Linked DNA regions of Sus scrofa: region 2 is linked to region 1. A link is a contact called in public Hi-C data. All regions are on one chromosome and are shown on one strand. The core of a region is the stretch at or near the end of the contact, and the rest is flanking DNA. Distances in the headings are between cores, read along the strand shown.

Region 1 (3,275 bases), core at 466-2,965:
TTTTTTTTGTCTTTTTGCTATTTCTTTGGGCCGCTCCCACGGCATATGGAGGTTCCCAGGCTAGGGGTCGAATCGGAGCTGTAGTCACCAGCCTATGCCAGAGACACAGCAACACAAGATCCGAGCCGCGTCTGCAACCTACACCACAGCTCACGGCAACGCCGGATCGTTAACCCACTGAGCAAGGGCAGGGACCGAACCCGCAACCTCATGGTTCCTAGTCGGATTCGTTAACCACTGCGCCACGACGGGAACTTTAGAACTTCTTTAATTAAGGCCCAGCTTTAATTAACATCTCTTTCTTTCTCTCTTTCTTTCTTTCTTTCTTTCTTTCTTTCTTTTGTCTTTTCTAGGGCTGCTCTCACGGCATATGGAGATTCTCAGGCTAGGGCTCTAATTGGAGCTGTAGCTGCCAGCCTATGCCAGAGCCACAGCAACAACAGATCCAAGCCTCATCTGCGACCTACACCACAGCTCACGGCAACGCCGGATCCTTAAGCCACTGAGTGAGGCCAGGGATTGAACCCACAACCTCACGGTGCCTAGTCGGATTCGTTAACCACTGAGCCACAACGGGAACTCCAACATTGCTTTCTTGATGCCTCCCTCCATCTTTTGGAATCTTTGGCAGACCTTCTATTTTGGTGGGTATCTGAGTTGAGCTTTGAACCATGTCACTTAGAGGCCACTTGGCCAGACTGTATTCTGTAAGTGAGCTGTAAAAGATCGAGCTGTGCCTTGTTCCTTTTTTGTGTGTCTCCTGGAGCACAGCGCTCAGTTTCATTCTACCCAAGCGTTAACTTAGAACTTCAGGACCAAGGCAGTGCCCAGGAACAGGCGCACTTCCTGCTATGGCCACAAGGTGGCAGCACAGACCGGACTTCAGGACAGGTGAGGTTTCCTTCACGCCCTTGTTTCCACTACCTTCCCAGCCTCCAAAGTCCTAAAAGGTAACCTGGTCCCCTCGAAATGTGTGGAGAGTCCTCTCTCTAGGGCTGGGGTGTTAGGGCGACGTTAGGTGTGCGGTAGGTGTGCCAGCTGGCGGCCTACTGTGAGTGTGCGCTGGTGTTTCCTGTACTGCTCCCTCCCAAGGTCCCTTTTCCAAGAGAGACCCTGGTGGGACGGAGGGCGCCCTGAGCAGGGCGTGCCAGGTTTGGGTCCTGGTTCTGCATTTGGGCAAGTGTCTGTGTACCAGGTAAGGGCCGATCACAGAGTCCAGCTCGCATCAAATGCCCATGAAGACTCCTCTTTCTATTCTCTCCCAGACCCCTTGCCCCAGTTTTCCCAAAGGCCAAACGGTTGCACTAAAGACGGTCAACTCGTTCTTTCCCTTTCTGGGATTCTATGTGGCCCAGCAGAAGGGCGAGGTACCAGAAGAGGGGCGACGTTGGAGCAGCGAGGGACTTTAATCCTTTGCTATTATTATTAACGTCCTTTCCTGCTCCACGTCTGATGTTTCAGACCAGCTGAGAGAGCAGGGGCGGTTCTGGGGGATGTAGGGACGAAGGAAAAGTGCTTGCGGAGAAGAGAGGACAATGACGAAGGACAATGACGTCTGTGGAGGGTCAGGGACCGCCTGGGGCTTCCCTGGGCGAGGGGGTGAGCGGGGAAGGGGCGGGACCACCCCCGGGTTGAGCCTTTCTACCCTGAGCGCGGGGTTCACAGGGAGAGCGGGGGAGGCGGGGGCTGGGCGGGAGGAGGGGCTGCGTGTACCCGCCCCCCGAGTAATGTCGGGCCTTCCCGGCAGAGGGCGCCCGAGCACGCAGGGCTCCGTTTTGGTTTCTTCCAGTTTTTTTTGTTTGTTTTTTACGGAGGGTGGGTTCGCTTCCTGAGCTTCCGCACTTCTCCTGGGATGCGATGAGGGGAGGGTGCTGCTGGCTAAGCTGGGGAGCTGTGGGCATTGTCACCGTTTGTAATTGCGCTCGCCTGCGTCCCGAGTGGCAATGGTGGGTTTGCATGTAATCAGCGCAATAATCATTCATTCATTCATTCATTCAGCTAACACTACTGAGCACCCGCCAGGCAGCAGGCCCTGCACTGGGAGTGAAGTGGCAAACGAGGAGCACGCGCAGATGATCAACATCCACGACCCACGTCATAGGTCAGCCCGGGGCGCTAGGGGAGCCACGAGGAGGGGTGGAGCCCTCTTCCTACCATCCCTCTCAAGGGCATCCACTCTGAGCTAAGCAGGGGTATGCTTCTTTCGCAGGAGAGAACTGAGGTTCAGAGAGGTTAGGTGAGGGGCTCAAGGCCACACAGCCGTTAAGGGGATGAGCTGGGATTTGCACCTGAAGCCTGGTTCCAGAGCACCTTCCCACCTGCCCTGCGAGACCGCCTTTGTCAGGGAACAGTCACTGAGGCTGTGAGGGGGTGAGAGGCTGTCCTGGGGTCAGGGAGGCCACTTGACTCGGGTATGCCGTGAGCAGGACAGGAGCCTGTGGGCACGGGATGTTACAGGTGGCTGATTCATCCCAGAAGGAAGGAGTACTTTCTAGTAATCAGAGCTGCCCAGTCATGGAATGGGTGAGCCTGAGGAGCAGCGGTGCCCTGCGTTTTCCCGATCTTTTTTTTTTTTTTAATGTCAAACTATAAATTTATTTAAAAATTTTTATTAGAGTGTAGTTGATTTACAATGTTCTGTCAATTTCTGCTGTACAGCAAAGTGATCCCGTCACACATATACATACATTCACCTCTTCCCAGTTCTTGTAGGGGCTACCCGTTGACGTTGGCACATCCACCGAGCATTGGAGGCTCTGCCTGGGACAGCTCCCCGCTCCCTCCAGCCCCATCTCGCCCCTCCTCTGGTCACTCCCTGTGTTCCTGCTTCTCAGGCCTTCTTTCAGCACCTTGCTGGGTACACTCACCCCTGCACCTTTGCAAAGACACACTCCCTCCTGTCTGACTAACGCATCCATCTTCAGCCACTTCAAACCTTCCCCGATGCCCTACGTGCTGGTCTGCTGGGTTAGGGTTCTCTGCTCCCTCTAAACATTCCTCCTCAAGCCTTACTGCAATTATCGAGTAACAGCCGTTCCAGGAGACTGTCAGATGCTTGTGTCAGGCACACCGTTTTGTCCTCAGTGCAGCACAGTGCCTGGCTTGGTGCTCAAGAAAGGTTTGTTGAATGAATGAATAATGCATGAAGGCGAGAAAGAATGAAAGAAGCATGCAAAGCCCAGTGCATGGTGGGGGGACGTGGGTCAATTCGAGATCTTTCAAGTCTCTTCCAATCACCTCTGGCTGAAGCTCGAATTCCATGCTCCACCCCCTAG
Region 2 (3,275 bases), core at 544-3,043, 1.1 Mb after region 1:
CCATGGCTCTGGGTGCCCCGTCTGGGGGGAAAAGCATGACAAAGGGGGGTCTGTTCCCATCAATGCGCTGTCTGTCTGGCCTCGATACTATGTCCGGGTTACTATCCCCCTCCCCTCCTGTTCTGCAGCTCCAAGAGGGCGGCCAGGAGGGTGACCCAGCCAGCAGGGGCAGCCCCCACTAGCCAGATCCTCCCCAATGCCTGGCCCTGTGCCCATCACCCCAGGCAGAACAGGGCTGGGCTGCATGGGGGGAGGGTGTCTATACCCAAAGCCTGGGCAGCTGGGGGTGTTCTGTGCTGGAAGAGAACTACGACTCAGTCAACCCCAGATTCCCAAAGGGCCGCTCGGCATCTTCCTGAGGCCTTTGCCAAGTTCGCTTGTCCAGGGCTGGGGGGGGGTGGCAAGGCTGCCTCCTCCCACACCCCAGAATCCTACCTAGTCTCACCCTTGACTCCAGGACACGAGGCCCTGGAATTCAAAGGGGCCCAGAGTTCCTGCCCAAACACCTCCTAGCACCTCATGACTCACAGGGCCCCAAAGTCCAGGCACAGAGAAAAGAAGCACCTGCATGGGGGCGGGGGCGGGGCAGGGCCCGACTAGCTGCATCCCGATACCCTCCCCCTTTACCTGCAGACACAGCCAGGGACTGCCAGGCAGTTGATGACAGGGAGCCAGGCCAACAACCTTGGCAGGACTTTCCTGGCTCTTAACTGGGCCTGGGCACCGCTTTCCTAGTCAGCCTGGCTGACCAATACTGCCATGGCCCCATGGCCCTGGCCCTGCCCAGGGACCAGCCTGCAGCAAAGGCACAGTGGATGCCCACACCCTCACAGGTCCACAGACTCTTCGCTGATCTCCCCCACTCTCTGCTCCTCACCCCAAATCGAACGGTCCTGGCCTGGTTTTCCCCTGCCTCACTCTCCCGGAGGCCAGACAAGCAAATCAGACAGGCGAGAGGCCTGAGAACAGCTGCTGGGGGTGGGGGGCGGGGTTGGGGGGCCTGGGTGAGGCCAGGAGGCAGAGGGGTGAGCGACAAAGGAGCCCTTTGTTGTGCTAACTTTTTCCAAGACGTAAAAGGAGTAACAATAGACAATCCAGACTGTTGGGGGGGGGTGTCAAGGACAAGGGGAGGTGGGGGGACCATGGCCTAGAATCTCGTCAGCGTTCCAACAAGCAAGGATGGAGTCGCTGACCTCCCCTCCTCTCCCTCCCCATCCAACCTCCGCCTGGGGCCCACCTCCCCGAAGGCCCCCCACCTTAGAGGTGGACCAGACAGGACCCAGGGAGCTTCAAGGCACAGAGCGGGGCTCAGAGAGGGGAGGGGCCGTGGGGAGACACATGGGGGAGATCTGGCTGAGGGACAGACAGCTCTAAGGCCAGGGACCGACTGAAGGGGCAAAGACCTGCAGAAATTTGGAGCTAAAGGCAAAGTCCAGAGGCTCTTTGTGGAACTGGAAGAATGTGCTTTTTAAACGTGTTTTTTAGCAGGAGGGCGGAGATAACCTGAGGTGAGGGGGACACACTTTGAGTTCAAAGAGCCCTCCCTTGGGCCCACCCCACAGCAGCGGGCTGCCTCTGAGGCAGTGACACGGGCTGCACCCCCACCCCCCAGCACACCCCCACCTGTCACCCAGGTAACAGCTCTGAGGTTTCCCACTGCGCCCTTTGAACCCAGAACCCTGGCCCAGTCCCCACCTCCCCGGCCTCCAGCCAGCAGCCTAGGGGAGCAGGGTCCCCTCACAGCCGCTGCGAGAGTGAGGCTGCTGCCTTAACTCTGCATGCCCGACCCAGGAGAGGAAGGACGGCCGCGGCCGGGCCCCTCCCGGCTCACCTCCCTCCCCAGAGGGCCCGGCCCACGAATCTCTCCTCTTCCTGCAGAAGGACGAGGCGGGAGGAGCGCCACACCTTCTCGGCTCAAAGTTCCAGCGCCCAGCGGAGGGCTGGCACCGGCCCAGGGAGCCAGGCGTGCCCTCCCGCCCGCGCTGCCACCGTGCCCCTCCCCCGCTCGGCTCCACCGCGGGCGGGCGGGCAGGAGGCGCGGAGCGCTCGGGAGTCCCCGCGCCCCACAGCCGCTCGCAGCCTCGCACAAGGGGCCGGTTTCCTGGAGGAGATCAGCAGGAAATCAGCCGGGCCCCCGGCCAGCGGCTCCCCTCCCAATCCAGCTGGCGCCCGCTCCTCCGCGGCTCCCCTCACGGCCCCCGGGGAGGGCTGGGGACGGGGCGCGGGGCCCTGGGTCCGCCCTTCCTCCACCCCGGAGAAGGGTGGGGGTGGCTCTGGGTGCAGCGCGGGCGGCGGAAGAAGGCCCCTACCCAGCGGCGGCCGATAAGCATCTCCCCCTCCCCCCACTACGGGCATCCACGTGCTTCACATTCTTGGACGTCTGGGAGCGGGCGGAGGCGTGAGCGGCGAGATTGGTGGGGGACAGATGGAGAGCCACATCCTGTGTACCCCGTGTCCTCTGGTGCCCCGAAACGCGGGCTCCGCGGAGGGAGGCACGGTCCCCAGGGCCCTGCAGGATCTGCAAGGCCTCCTCCCACGGCCAACCTACCATCAATTCCGACCTTCGCTGGAGGTGGCAGAAGGAAGTGGGGCACTGAGCGTAAGGGGACTGGAGGGCTCCCTGTCACCGGAGAACCTACACGTACTACACCGAGGGGTTCGGCAGTGACCCCGTGTACTCCAGATAGTCAGGTCGCCGCCCTACAGGTCCCTCTTGTGGCCCCATGACAACTCCCACAGCCACCCTCCAGCCTACAGCCTTGGGAGCTGAGCCCCCGGCTACACACCTACACCAGGAGCCTGGGAACAGGGAAGGCCAGGCCTTCAGCTCCACCCCAACAGGCCTCCACTTCCCCAAGGCCAGCTGGACTCCAGCCTCCTCACACACACCCCACTCCCCCAGTGTGGAGCCAGGAAGAGCTGAACAGCCCCCAGAGGCTAGAGCCCAAGGTCTCAGATCCCAGCTGCCCCGCCCCAGGCCTCTGGCCAAGGCGGCCAAGGCTGTGGAGGAAGTGACCCTGGCAGCCAGGCCCCAATGATCCCGCTTAGCAGGGGACACCCTCCTCGAGTTCCGAGAGGATGTGAAGGAGGATCCCGGCATGGGTCACACCTCTCACCTGTGCCTTTCTGCTTTTACAAAAGCCCACCCACGTTCACGCCTCCCTCTCTCCCTCCGTCCCCAGCCTGCAGCCTCCCAGCCAATCTGCCCCAGGGGCAAAGGTCAGGGGGCAGGACAATAGAAAGGCTGTGGGGTGAGGTGGCTCTGAAAGGGGCCA

Evidence for each region. A called contact is a pair of places that touch in the nucleus more often than the background predicts.
Region 2: a Hi-C map of liver shows a contact between it and region 1, with 4 times the contacts expected there. The contact joins two enhancer-like sites. A contact is called at or near these places in 2 of 5 promoter capture datasets (fetal liver and liver) and 1 of 47 Hi-C or Micro-C datasets (liver).

What each region holds. Positions count from the first base shown.
Region 1 is chr12:20,986,161-20,989,435 of Sscrofa11.1, forward strand. No RefSeq gene overlaps it. Among named protein-coding and RNA genes, the nearest start is that of EIF1, 11 kb to the left of the region's middle. Within about 2 kb of position 1,716, at least 35 of the 83 cell types and tissues checked have an H3K27ac peak or open chromatin away from gene starts, as enhancers often do. A contact at or near this core is called in fetal liver and liver, where this site is marked.
Region 2 is chr12:22,058,093-22,061,367 of Sscrofa11.1, forward strand. All of the region lies in intron 2 of RARA (retinoic acid receptor alpha), which reads right to left. Among named protein-coding and RNA genes, the nearest start is that of GJD3, 19 kb to the left of the region's middle. Within about 2 kb of position 1,794, at least 27 of the 83 cell types and tissues checked have an H3K27ac peak or open chromatin away from gene starts, as enhancers often do. A contact at or near this core is called in fetal liver and liver, where this site is marked.